4 separate regions of the Mus musculus genome follow, and regions 1, 2 and 3 are each linked to region 4. A link is a contact called in public Hi-C and HiChIP or PLAC-seq data. All regions are on one chromosome and are shown on one strand. Each heading gives the region's core, a stretch centred on a gene start, on an enhancer-like site or on the middle of the called end of the contact. The rest is flanking DNA. Distances are from core to core; before and after follow the strand shown. Region 1 has its middle 29 kb from the start of Cxcl1. Region 2 holds the start of Cxcl2 (chemokine (C-X-C motif) ligand 2). Region 3 has its middle 9.9 kb from the start of Cxcl1. Region 4 overlaps Rassf6 (Ras association (RalGDS/AF-6) domain family member 6).

Region 1 (2,700 bases), core at 53-2,552, 260 kb before region 4:
TGCAGGTCTTGTGCAGGGAAGCACAGCTGTTGTGAGTTCACAAATACAATGGCTTTGTCTCTACATCACTATCCTGCAACAGTCCTCCCAGACTTCTGGCTGTTACAATGTTTCCTGAGTCTTGTGGGGAATGGGGTGACATAGGTGCTCATGGCTTGGCCCTCCACAATCATTTTTTCTCTGAACATTGACTAGTTGTGAGTCTCTGTGTTACCATAAGAAGCTCCTAATGGATGCTGAGAGCTTCACTAGTCTATGTATGTAGAGAAACATATTAAGAAGGGAATTTGATGTTAGGTCCATTTAGCAATACAGCATAGACTCTTGGCCAGGTTTACAGTGCCAGATATAAGTTCTCTCCTTTAAGGCACAGTCGGTAAAGGTTATCAGAAAGCTGACAGTTGCCCTTACAAGTACAAGCCATTACTTCACCAATTGGCATATTTTTCCAGGTCAGTCACACTGTAGCTGGTAGGAATCATAGATAAACAAGAATCTTGCTGGCCTCTCCCCCTGACCCCAACAGCCTGTGTATCACCTTCCAGCACTGAGAAAGCTAGCTAGAAAGGCAGATGCTTTTAGGTCAGTATTGGCTTGATGGTTTCTTGTTTTTTGTTTTTTGTTTTTTGTTTTTTTTTTTCATTTTCTGTGACCAGTGTGTGTCATGTACAGACTACTTCTAGGCAATATCATAAAACCACAAATCTGGAACACTGTGTAGTACAAAACTGCAGTCATATACAAGCATGCCTTCCCATGCAATAAAGCAAATGCAAGAAATAAGCTCTGAAGCTAACGGCAGCCTCTGCTCCCACCCACCTCTTCCCAATCTGAAGTTTCGCATGCAGCTTTAATGGGAGATTTATGATATTGTATTGTGTATACAATTACATTCCATTGTACATTTCCTGTGAATTCATACTTTCAATGGAAGAAATTCACCCTTATTTTCAAAAGCAGGTGACTCATGATACATTTCACTTATTAAATAAAGGTGCAAAATTGTTCTCTCTCTATAGTTAAGCATATCCCAACCACATCAAACCCCAACTAACAATCATACTTAGATTTTTAAACACAAGAAAGTATGGTGGGCTTAGGCCCATTCCTGATGACCTTAAAGGCTCTCAGTGATATTAAAGTTGATCCCTTTAATCTGGGATACAGAAAAAAAGTGCTGTCTGGCTCCATTGCAGATTGAGAAATTGGAAAAGGAAGGACAAGGGATTGCTCAATCCAATGAGCAGAACTGTAAAAAGGAATCAAAGATCTCTGATTCATTGTCTGGTCTTTTCTAGAGGTAGACCGCACTGCAGTGTTTAACTCACAGTCGGATGCTGTAAACACAACTAACCACAGGACATGCAGCGATTTGAGGAAGCATAAATATAAAGTGCATCCTCTCGAGCAAGTGCTAAGCATGTCCCAGACTTGTGGTGGCCTCTTAACATTGTTATAACATGTGCATTAGGAAAGGGCCACCGGGAACAGCACTGATACCATCTTGAAGGTAAACGAAAACTGATGTTTTGGGGTAACTGGCTATTTCCAAAGAGAGAAGAAAACAAAGAACTAAAGAAACGCAAAGCAAATTAAAATAAAAGGAGAAAACAAGTCTCTAAAGACGTAAGATACTTTTTGATAAAGCCTGTCATTACAGTTTTTATTCTGCGAAGTCAGAACCCTGTCAAGGACTTGGGTCCTTGTAGCTGATTGTTGGGGGCATCCAGAGCATTAATGTGAGGCATGGGAGAGGTCAAACAATGAGAACTATTAGTATGATACGTAATTAGTGTTAGTCAGTGACGTGCGTGTGTCTTAAGAATGGCCATAATGGGTAACATCATTTCCATGCCCTTGGGATTACTAAGGGTCACACCATGCCTCCAAATCTCATGCAGGGTCTGGGGCCATCCATCCTTTTGCCAAGTTTATGAGGTTTCAAGGGGTATTAACTTTCATCCTTTCCTGTATATCTTGCACACGAGTTAAGTAGACCTTAGTGCCTTGGGGAGATTGACACAGAGTGTAGAAACATGCTTATTGTTTGATGGGCAAGAACCCATGTGGCATGAACCTGAGGTTGGCTACAGCTCTTCATTATAGCTATGATGGAGATTAAGCATAAATTGGGGTGTGGAACCAAAAAAAATAGCAGTAAGTGAGTAATCACAGTTCCCACTCGCCTTCACTGGGTATCTAATCTAACCTGCATTTGCTTGACCACTGAATCTACTGAAACAAGCTATTGCTACTACTGATGAACCCCTGAACCTCCATCAATACTGTGTCTCTCTGTCCTTAGTACCTATGCTATAGTTTCATTATCTTGGGTTAGAAGTTGAGCTGATTTAATTTGCTCAACTAGCAGAACATTTTAGACTTTCAACTTTGCATCATTTGAGCATCGAGCTACCTTGCACCTGTCTGCACAGAGTAACTGAAAAGTGTCCACTTGCTATTTTCAAAAAATAGTACAGCAGCATTTGAAGACCCAGAAAGCTCCAGTGTTCCATCATGTGCAATGTCAGTTAGGGTCTAAGATGTTAGCTTGTAGAGTGACTCCTTTATTTTTATGCTGGTCTAGCAGCACTAGGGGGTGGGGATCAAGGTCACCAGCAGCAGTTGTTGCTTTATGGACAGTAGAATACTTCTTCTGTGCCCTAGTGCTAGTGCTTATGTTCTTCTGACTAGAACCAG
Region 2 (3,011 bases), core at 72-2,571, 300 kb before region 4:
CTCCTCCTTTCCAGGTCAGTTAGCCTTGCCTCTGTGATGAGAAAATGGTTGCTGTTAGTGGGTATCTTAAAGGCGGGTTGCAGAGCCCCCTTCTTTTGACTTCATCCTGGACCTTGGTTTACTCTCCAAACGAAACCATCTCTAGCCTCCACAAGGGACCTGCTACCTATTGCTGGACTTTCCAGCAATAAACACTCTGGGCGCTTTGAAACTAGAATAGTAGAGCTGGCGTTACAATTGTACCAGCTTGAACCTTTCCAAATGATGTTAAGAGTAAAAATGTCAAGGCATGACTTCGCGTACGTTGTAAACAAGAACAATACCTATTGCTTTTTCACTGAACTCAGTCAGGATAAGAGCGAGAGCCTACACCTGAATTTCAAGCCTCTCACTGGAAACCCCAGCTCTTCTTCATCGGGAAGCCTTAGAGGCTCACCTTGACCAAAACCAAGAGTTAGACTTTACAGCCCACAGACATGGAAAGGGCAGGGGTAAAGTATTGAATCTTAATAGATAACAGGCTTTACACCAGCGCTAGTTGGTTCTATCTACTTAATTCTTAGGGACACACAGCGACCATCCATTAAGGAAGGACTTTTACGTGTGTAGATGAAAGGAGCTAGTCGTACCCTTCTATCAATTCAAACTGATGCTCACAGGACAAAGTTAACAATGAAAATAATAATTCAGGTTCCTGAACTGAAGTTAACCTTGATTTTCCCTGCTATAATTTTCAGAAATCGGGTGCCAGTCAGGTGTAAGCACAAATCGCGACTCACTTGTTCAGTATCTTTTGGATGATTTTCTGAACCAGGGGGGCTTCAGGGTCAAGGCAAACTTTTTGACCGCCCTTGAGAGTGGCTCTGCAGAGAGATGTGGGGATCATTATAAGGCACGAGGTTTCTTTAGGGTGAGCATGGGGCGGCAGGAGGGTCTGGGCAACTCTGGCCATGGCAGAGGCTATCCAGGGAGACACTCACATGACTTCTGTCTGGGCGCAGTGGGGTCCTGGGGGCGTCACACTCAAGCTCTGGATGTTCTTGAAGTCAACCCTTGGCAGGGTCTTCAGGCATTGACAGCGCAGTTCACTGGCCACAACAGCCCCTGTAGGAGAAGACACTGGGTCAGAAGGGCTGGGGATGGCTGCGCCCACCTGAGGCTTCCCCAGAAACATCAGCCTCGAATCCGAATCCCACCTGTAGCCTGGTGGTTGGTGGCCAGCAGCAGCAGCAGGACCAGTGCAGCACTGAGGAGCCGGCAGGTGGGAGGGGCCATGGCGCTAGGCTGAAGTGTGGCTGGAGTCTGGAGTGCCCGAGGAAGCTTGTTGGAGGCACTGAGGCGCAGTCTGGGGCTCTGAGGTCCCGAGAGCTCCTTTTATGCACGATGTCTGGAAAAGCCCGGGGACCAGGGAAATTCCCTGAGCTCAGGGTCCCCTCATCAGGAAGCACAGAGCCCCGCCCCTAAGCTGAGTGGGTTGGGGACACGCGCGCGTGAGCTGCCTGCCTCATTCTACTGCCCTGCCCTTCCACTATGGGACCCTGGGATGTCCTTCCCCAAATCCTCAAAAGGAAGGAAGTGATGTCTGCGCTGAAGTGACCACCTGCTAGAGGACAGTGGTTACTGAGCTATGTCATCAGTGGAGACCTAACAGTTTGGGGAACTTTAGTCATTAGGACTGAAGAAATTAAGGTGTGTGTGTGTTCAAGCGTGAACGCGCGGGGGATGGGGGATTGCTTCTCTATTAGTTACATACTCATAGATAGTACTAGATGAAGATTTATTTACGTCTGCGTAAGTACACCGTTGAAATTTAGTCATCTCAGGCTGTACACAAGAGTGCATTGTTCCTGCGGTGTACTGAGCACGAGTAAATCACATTTTGTGTCATATCCTTCTACCCGACTTGGGGCCGTGGGGGGGGGGGGGGGAGATGTGTCAAAAGCTTAATTCATGTTTAACCTAGGACAAAGTGTTGTAATCTCATATAACTTCCTCTGTGAAATTCTGGAACTTCCGAGGCTCTTCCAGTGTGCTGGTGAGCACCACATCAGCTGTAAGAGATTTTCATGAATTCAAGAAACAGAGACTTGGTGGTCTCTCGGCGGTCTCCAGCTGCAGGAGGCAAGGGCTCTCCTGGGGACAGTCTACTCGCCAGTCAGTGCTGACACCTAGAGGAGGTAGCGCCCTTCACATGTCCGCTTCACAACAAACGTGTACCTGTATCTGTGAAATATTTAGATGCCAGATTTCAATCTCTCTCTCTCTCTCTCTCTCTCTCTCTCTCTCTCTCTCTCTCTCTCTCTCTCTCTCTCTCTCCCTTTGTTATCGAGGCAAATCTAGCCCCCCCCACACACACACTGTATACATCCATTCTTGTCCCAGTGATTTGATTTCTCCACTAGAGGATCATATTGAGCTTTCACTGATTGTGACAAACTATTGTAGCCCTCAGTTCTAGCCTTTGTCTTTCACTAGCTCATTTTTCTCACCCTGGGTTTTATTTCTTGGTCATCTAGAACACAAGTTGTAGATAGTTGTGGGTCTGAGTGCAGCTCTCTGAGAGCCATGTGGTCGTTTTACAGAGAAGCGTGTGAGAGGCAGGAGGATATTCAAAGCTGCCAGAGAGGAAATGCTGTGCCACTAGATACTGGGACATAGACACCCACCTGTGACCAATGTGCTAGCTTCTTATCTTTGAAATGCACCCAAATAACTGTCTCAAAATGTTCAGATGAATAAATGTTAATGTTTCTAAAAACTCACTGTATAAATGCTAAGGTAAAAAAAAAAAAACACAAAAACAAAATTTGTTTTTGCCTCCATATTACTAAAACAAGACTCACCTAAGAGTTAAAGCCACACACTCACACACACAAACACAAATAATTCTTGAAAAGCAAAACAATTTCCTATTCGTTTTTGCCCCCCACCCCCACCCCTTAGGAGATAATTTGGAGCAGGGATTGATGGCAAACACATTTAACCCTAGCCCTCGGCAGATAGAGGCGCCC
Region 3 (3,009 bases), core at 414-2,913, 280 kb before region 4:
GTATGTATGTATGTATGTATGTATGTATGTATGTATGTATGTTTGTATGTATGTATGTATCTACCTATCTATCTCTATTCATCTATCTATCATCTTTTTTTTTTTTTTTTTTTTTTTTTGGTTTTTTGAGACAGGGTTTCTCAGTGTAGCCCTGGCTGTCCTGGAACTCACTTTGTAGACCAGGCTGGCCTTGAACTCAGAATTCTGCCTGCCTCTGCCTTCTGAGTGCTGGGATTAAAGGCATGCACCACCACGCCCAGCTATATCATCTATTTTTGTAGCTTAAGACCTTAATGCACTGTTCTCATTTGCCCCAAGACAGTTTCTTTTGTCTGTTGTCAAGCTAGTTTTTTTTATAATGTTAATTATAATTGTTCATATTCTAAGCCATGAGAATTTCAACAAAAGAATTTGCTTCCCAAATTGCTGTTATCAATCATGTAAGAGGTTAATCATGAATCAACAGTCACCAGCTGTTGTCACTTCCTGGGAGAGTATTGTCACAGATCCGGAGAAAGTGGAATCCTGGGAGACACTGATCACAAGTCTCAGCATGTGGTCTCGAAGATCTGATTGAGCTCATGGGACTGAGGTTGAATGGAGTAGAGTGGAAACTGTTTTAATGAAGCTGTGGCCTCGGGCAGAAGTAGAGAGAGCAGAGAGAGCAGAGAGAGAGCAGAGAGAGCAGAGAGAGCGGAGAGAGCAGAGAGAGCGGAGAGAGCAGAGAGAGAGAGCAGAGAGAGCAGAGAGAGCAGAGAGAGCAGAGAGAGCGGAGAGAGCAGAGAGAGAGAGCAGAGAGAGCAGAGAGAGCAGAGAGAGCAGAGAGAGCGGAGAGAGCAGAGAGAGCGGAGAGAGCAGAGAGAGCAGAGAGAGCAGAGAGAGCAGCATTGGAGCAAAGGCTTAGCCGCACTTCCCTCTCTCATGCTTGGACTCAGGAAATGCTACTTCATGGGTTGCAGCTACTTGTCAGGCTCATGACTCAACAAACTGAAATATTGCCAAATGAGATTTTGTTTCAAAATTCAGGCTGCTCACTCATAGCACATATGTTGCTAGATGTGATTAGTTACCTTAAGGTCAGCTCTGCGCTTGTTGTTAGGCAGCTAAGAGAAGCCACAGATGAAGCAGAAGGAGAAACATCATGACCTTGGGCACAGAGGTCAACAGGATGCCAGCAAACGGTCATGCCATTTCCCTTCTTGGTAAAGTCAGGCTCACGAGCACTTTATGCAAATGAAAGATGAAAAATAACTCTGGAAGGCTGCTTCTGAGTGGTAAATGGCAAATACATGTGTGTGTGTGTGTGTGTGTGTGTGTGTGTGTGTGTGTGTATGTGTGTGAGTGTGCATCTAGGTCTAACTTTTGGATGATGTCACCTTATTTTAGAATGTAGCTTTTACCATCCTTTTAGAAGATACAAAGTTTGAGGTACTTGTCATGAATCCTGTGAACAGAGGTGGGTGTCATTTTGAAGAGTGACTTACTTTGCCCAATTCAAGCTCTCACTGGAAAAATAATTCTTGAATAATTATTTAAATTATGAGTACAAACTTCCTCAAGTAAAATGTAGTGACGGCATCTTTAAAAGGCAGTGCTAGAAAAAGCATATACTTAGTAGCCAAGGAAAGAGTCATAACCCCAGGGATACCCTGCGAGTTAGACCTTGGCCAGCGAGCACTTCTTGGCATTTGGTACTGCTAATCTCTAGTCAGGCCAGTTCACTTGTGCTCAGAGCTTATTGCTAAATTGTGGGAAATTTTTAGCCCTTATCAACGGTTGGTAACAAAAGTTTAGTCATAATAAAAATGTTTACACCATAAGTATGCAAATGGTCCACACTGGGGATTTAATTTAATTTTTAACTATTTTCTAAGAGCTGGCCTAGCAACACACTCTTGCTTCTAGCTCCTTATGGCTGATCTCTCCCCCAGCATTCTCTGCTAAGTCTCTTTAGTTGTTTTCCTTCTTTCATTCATGGAGGGATTTTTTTCCCCTCACTTCACCACTGAGGCAGCTGTCACACACTAAAGATGCTTAAGAGTTTGTTCCCATAAAACAGATGCTGGAAATACCATTTTCTCTTTAAACCAAAGTGTTACTATCTAAGAGAAAATGTTGAAAGACAAAGGATTTCTTCCGAAGGATCATTAACAATGTGGTCACCTCTTAATACATGACTTGGGGGCTGGAGAGACGTGATGTTCTCTTTCAAGTAATGATTAATGGACTCCAACTGAGGATTCTCGGTGACCAGTTCTCTGAGTCACCCTCATTGGCAGATGGTTGAAAAGATCGTAAGAGAACAGAGATGTATAATTTAGAAGTGTATGGGAGGAGAAAGTGATTAACCCGACTAATGATCCGTGCTATCGTACCCACAGGGTAAGGCAGAGATGTGTGAAAATCTAGTCCCAGGCTTTAGCACACTATACCATGCAGATAGTATACATGAACTGTTCTAGGCATGAAGCCTATAGACAAATTTCCCATTTCCTGGTGTCCTCTTCTGAGACTTTTACTGTCTGTGTCAGCATGACAACATTTTGTTCCAGGAAAAGTCTTACAAAAACCCCCCACAGTTGTACTTCAGTGCAGACCTTTACTACAGGCCTTGGAAGAAACGTGTGTATGGGTTAGTCAGTGCCGTCAGACAGACAGGTTTGAAGCCTTATCAACTAGGCTCCTTGACATCCACCAAGGTACTGAAGCTCTATCAAAGTCTTCTCGTTGAGTAAATGCCATCGAGCAAAGGCTTAGTTTTTCTTCATTAAAGGTTTCTTTGTTGTTGTTGTTGCTGTTCTTGTTATGATTTTGAAGATGACACATTCCACCATAAGAATAATGAAGATAATACCTTACAAAACTACTTCTTTTCTGTTATAATTACAACCCTGACTTTTCAGACATTTGCCTTGAAAGTCTCTACAATCATAGTGCTGTAGTTTGGATATAGGTCGAATGAGTCTCACAGAAACTCAAGTTGAAAGTTTTACACTCCACCCTTGTGCT
Region 4 (3,051 bases), core at 224-2,723:
TTGTTGAATCAATGCATGAACAAATGTGAATGAATGAATGAATGAATGAATGAATGAATGAAGCCATGTAGCTCCCTCAGTAGGACCAGAGCTTTGTCTAAATAACTGAAATTAAGGTCAACTTATTTGAACTAGTAAAGTCAGACCCTATATTGAGAGGAAGAAGTTCATTTGGAGTTTATGTAAAGGTTTTTCTTTTTAATTTCAATGGATACAAATGTTTTCTTATCTAAAATGTAAGGTTACTGTTAGCCAGTGTCAAACATAGTCCAAGAATATTGAATGAATGTTTCCAGAAATAACAATTCATAAGCTTTAAAATGTGTACCATCAGCTAGTGATGAACGCTTGTTCTGTTCTTCACTGCCGCTTCTGGGATGATTTATCCACACGTAGATCCAACCTGCCCATTAGTCACTTAGTATCGGCTTAGTTAGCAGGTCCACCATGGAGGCTCCATAGTGTTAGTCTTCAGGTAATACTTCAGCAGGGGATGTAAATGCTCTCAAAGAAGTATAAAAGCAATAGCGCTGACAGTTTTATTAAATTATATTGTGGTTGCTCTATCTTGTTACTAGTGATGCTTACCTCTTACTCTGACTAATTTATAAATTAAACTTGATTATAGATATGTATGTATATGTATGTATAGGACAGATAGATGAACATATGGCATTATATACCATTAGAGTGTCACATGTTCCTTGGGGTCTGGGAATGTATTCACCATGGGTAATGGGGCATGGCTCTCCTTTTTGCAGGATGGGAGTTCTTGGACTCTATTGCCTCTAAAACAAGTCAAGGGAAGACCAAAAGACAAAATTGCCTTCTTTTCTTTGTCTAGGATTAACATTTACTGTGGTCCATTCCTTATACATTTGCAGAGCAGAGAAAGCTAAAGAAGACCGATGTCCCACTGCTGCAGAGGTTACTACAAGGACCATCCAAAAGCAATGCTCGGATCTTCCTCATGGATAAAGATGCAGAAGAAATCAGCAGAGATGTATGGGCGCCCGTGGTCTCTGCATGTTTGCGTTTGCGTTTGCGCTTGCGCGTCTCCCACTGACAGGGTGCTTCTTAACCTAAAACCTCCTGTTTTCCTTTCCAGGTGGCTCCGTACATTAATTTTCACTTTTCTTTCTTGGAATCCATCCTTCAAAGATTAGATGAAGAAGAGAAAATGGAGATTGAGAGAATTATGGCAAAGTGAGTCCAGAGTGGACCCCTGGATATTTCGTCCTTCCGTAGGTTTCATGCCCTCCCGGTACCCAGTTTTTTATATTCTTGCTCTCCTTTCCAGATTCAATACCGAAAGGGCCTTTATCCTGAAGTGTCTACAGAGTAAACAGGCAGCTAAAACGGAGACCACAGTCTAGAAGCCCTGCTCAGCGGAGTTAGAGGGAGCACTGCAGAATCCGTGTGTGGTCTGCTCTGCATCCTAATATGCATGGCTCTGAAGCTTTGGACGAACGAATGCCGAGCAGCCTGCTTCCTCTTTGAAATGCAGAGGTTGGCTGCGGTTCAGAGTTGGACTAAGGCAAGATGGGACTTCATTTCAGTAACTGAAGGGAAGCCTGCACACTGCCCATTCCAAATGTCCTCGATAGCAAGTTCTCGGGTGAGCTCAGACTCAAGTGGACTCTGCTCTTATCACCTGGTTTAAGCTTGTTTTATCTTGCGCTCTTAAAAGAGCCGAGATACTTGATGACTCATAAATGACGGGAAGTAAACATTTCCAGTTCCTGATGTCAACAAGAAACACATTCTCAAGCCATCAGCGATCTGAACTGACCCTGTTTCACAGCTGTGTAAACATCTGAGCATTTTCATAAGATTTAGGAATAGATCTACAAGGGCTGATGATTTTAAACTCTGAAGTATCAGAGTACCCGACCTTTTAAAATAAAGTGGTTTTGGATTTTTGTAAAGAAACCTAAACTCGAGGCTGGAGTGATGGCTACGTGGTTAAGAGCATTGACTACGCTTCCAGAAATCCCCAGTTCAGTTCCCAGCATCTACAGGGCAACTGGCAATTATCTGCAACCCCCGTCCTAGAGGATCTGGTACCCACCTATGTGGGCATTGCAAGCACGGGGCACACAGACACAGAGGGAGGCAAAACAGCTATATATGTTATAAATAAACAAATATTATTAAAAAAAACCTAAACTCTGATTGTTCATGCCCTTCATTTGTCCCCACACCCTTCTGTGCAACTAACTGATAACATCCAAGCTGTTTTAAATGTCTTTAAAAAGGGATTATAGTCATTATCTTTCTTTACCCTTGTAAACAAATATATACCACAAACATAAAGTATACTGTGTTTGCTAGGAGAGGACTTACCGCAAATGCATCTTACCGCAAATGTGTCACTGTTGCAGAAGATTCCTGCAGATAAAGCCATGCTACTATAGCTGAGCCAGGCAGGACATCACAGCATCCTTGCTGTTGTATAAGACCCTCTTCAGGGTCTCACAGGTCTGCTAATCCCACCTGGAAAAGCAAAAATACTATGGGGTTTTATTTGTAAACTTATATCAACAAGGAGGTTTAATCAATATTCTTCTATCCCCAAATGACTTCCATTTGAATTTCGTCTGACATTGTTCAGTCGGGTTACCTGTACTACGGTGAGGTTGTATTATCAACATTAAATTGTGGAACAGTTCTAACAGTGAGTTAATCATGGTCAGCATCGCCAGAACTCGGAGTCGGAATCTGGCTGACAGGATAGCAACAGTGTGGCCTTTGTGTCCAGGGAAGCCTACCTCACTGGTTGAAATGAAATCTTACATTTCTAATGTTTTGCCTATTGATCAAGAAAGGAATGGTTTCATCTCACTAAGAATGGACCAAAAGATCGTAATATATTGGAAAACCTACCCAGGTATGATGGCATATCCTTGAAATCTTACCCTCAGGAGGTGAAGGAAGGAATATTTCTATAAATCCAGGCCAGTGCAGACTGCTTAGTAAGCTCCAAGCCAACCTGTGCCTTAAATAAGGCCCTATCTCAAAATGAGATATATGTATACATACAAATTATGT

The links. Hi-C and Micro-C count contacts between places; a contact is called where the count stands out from the background. HiChIP or PLAC-seq counts read pairs in DNA pulled down with a chosen protein or histone mark.
Region 1: a Hi-C map of bone marrow-derived macrophages shows a contact between it and region 4, with 4 times the contacts expected there. The contact joins two enhancer-like sites. A contact is called at or near these places in 1 of 15 datasets of contacts at CTCF or cohesin (the NIH/3T3 cell line), 19 of 484 Hi-C or Micro-C datasets (the 3T3-L1 cell line, the AML12 cell line, the C2C12 cell line and 15 more), 1 of 115 datasets of contacts at active chromatin or transcription factors (pancreatic cancer cells) and 3 of 9 other capture datasets (adipose tissue, liver and pancreatic islet).
Region 2: a contact with region 4 is called in a Hi-C map of the G1E-ER4 cell line, with 1.9 times the contacts expected there. The contact joins the promoter of Cxcl2 here to the enhancer-like site in region 4. A contact is called at or near these places in 27 of 39 promoter capture datasets (the 3T3-L1 cell line, 3T3-L1-derived adipocytes, the C10 cell line and 18 more), 3 of 15 datasets of contacts at CTCF or cohesin (the NIH/3T3 cell line, large pre-B cells and pro-B cells), 99 of 484 Hi-C or Micro-C datasets (the 3T3-L1 cell line, the AML12 cell line, B cells and 62 more), 11 of 115 datasets of contacts at active chromatin or transcription factors (the NIH/3T3 cell line, astrocytes, bone marrow-derived dendritic cells and 8 more) and 4 of 9 other capture datasets (adipose tissue, liver, macrophages and 1 more).
Region 3: a contact with region 4 is called in an H3K4me3 HiChIP or PLAC-seq map of bone marrow-derived macrophages, with 4 times the contacts expected there. The contact joins two enhancer-like sites. A contact is called at or near these places in 16 of 39 promoter capture datasets (the 3T3-L1 cell line, 3T3-L1-derived adipocytes, the C10 cell line and 13 more), 1 of 15 datasets of contacts at CTCF or cohesin (the NIH/3T3 cell line), 4 of 484 Hi-C or Micro-C datasets (the C2C12 cell line, the C3H10T1/2 cell line, colorectal tumor organoids and 1 more), 5 of 115 datasets of contacts at active chromatin or transcription factors (the NIH/3T3 cell line, bone marrow-derived macrophages, embryonic basal ganglia and 2 more) and 4 of 9 other capture datasets (adipose tissue, liver, macrophages and 1 more).

The regions. Positions count from the first base shown.
Region 1 is chr5:90,860,698-90,863,397 of GRCm38.p6, reverse strand. No RefSeq gene overlaps it. Among named protein-coding and RNA genes, the nearest start is that of Cxcl1, 29 kb to the left of the region's middle. Within about 2 kb of position 1,302, at least 8 of the 459 cell types and tissues checked have an H3K27ac peak or open chromatin away from gene starts, as enhancers often do. A contact at or near this core is called in bone marrow-derived macrophages, where this site is marked.
Region 2 is chr5:90,902,209-90,905,219 of GRCm38.p6, reverse strand. Cxcl2 (chemokine (C-X-C motif) ligand 2) reads right to left here and starts at 1,321. Exons shown (of 4, transcript NM_009140.2): 1 at 1,197-1,321; 2 at 981-1,104; 3 at 780-863; 4 at 1-31. The coding sequence starts at 1,275. The coding sequence ends at 16.
Region 3 is chr5:90,879,890-90,882,898 of GRCm38.p6, reverse strand. No RefSeq gene overlaps it. Among named protein-coding and RNA genes, the nearest start is that of Cxcl1, 9.9 kb to the left of the region's middle. Within about 2 kb of position 1,663, at least 86 of the 459 cell types and tissues checked have an H3K27ac peak or open chromatin away from gene starts, as enhancers often do. A contact at or near this core is called in bone marrow-derived macrophages and colorectal tumor organoids, where this site is marked.
Region 4 is chr5:90,602,198-90,605,248 of GRCm38.p6, reverse strand. It overlaps Rassf6 (Ras association (RalGDS/AF-6) domain family member 6), which reads left to right. Exons shown (of 11, transcript NM_028478.3): 9 at 885-1,003; 10 at 1,109-1,206; 11 at 1,301-2,173. The coding sequence ends at 1,376. Among named protein-coding and RNA genes, the nearest start is that of Gm42109, 19 kb to the right of the region's middle. Within about 2 kb of position 1,473, at least 32 of the 459 cell types and tissues checked have an H3K27ac peak or open chromatin away from gene starts, as enhancers often do. A contact at or near this core is called in the G1E-ER4 cell line, bone marrow-derived macrophages, colorectal tumor organoids and 1 more, where this site is marked.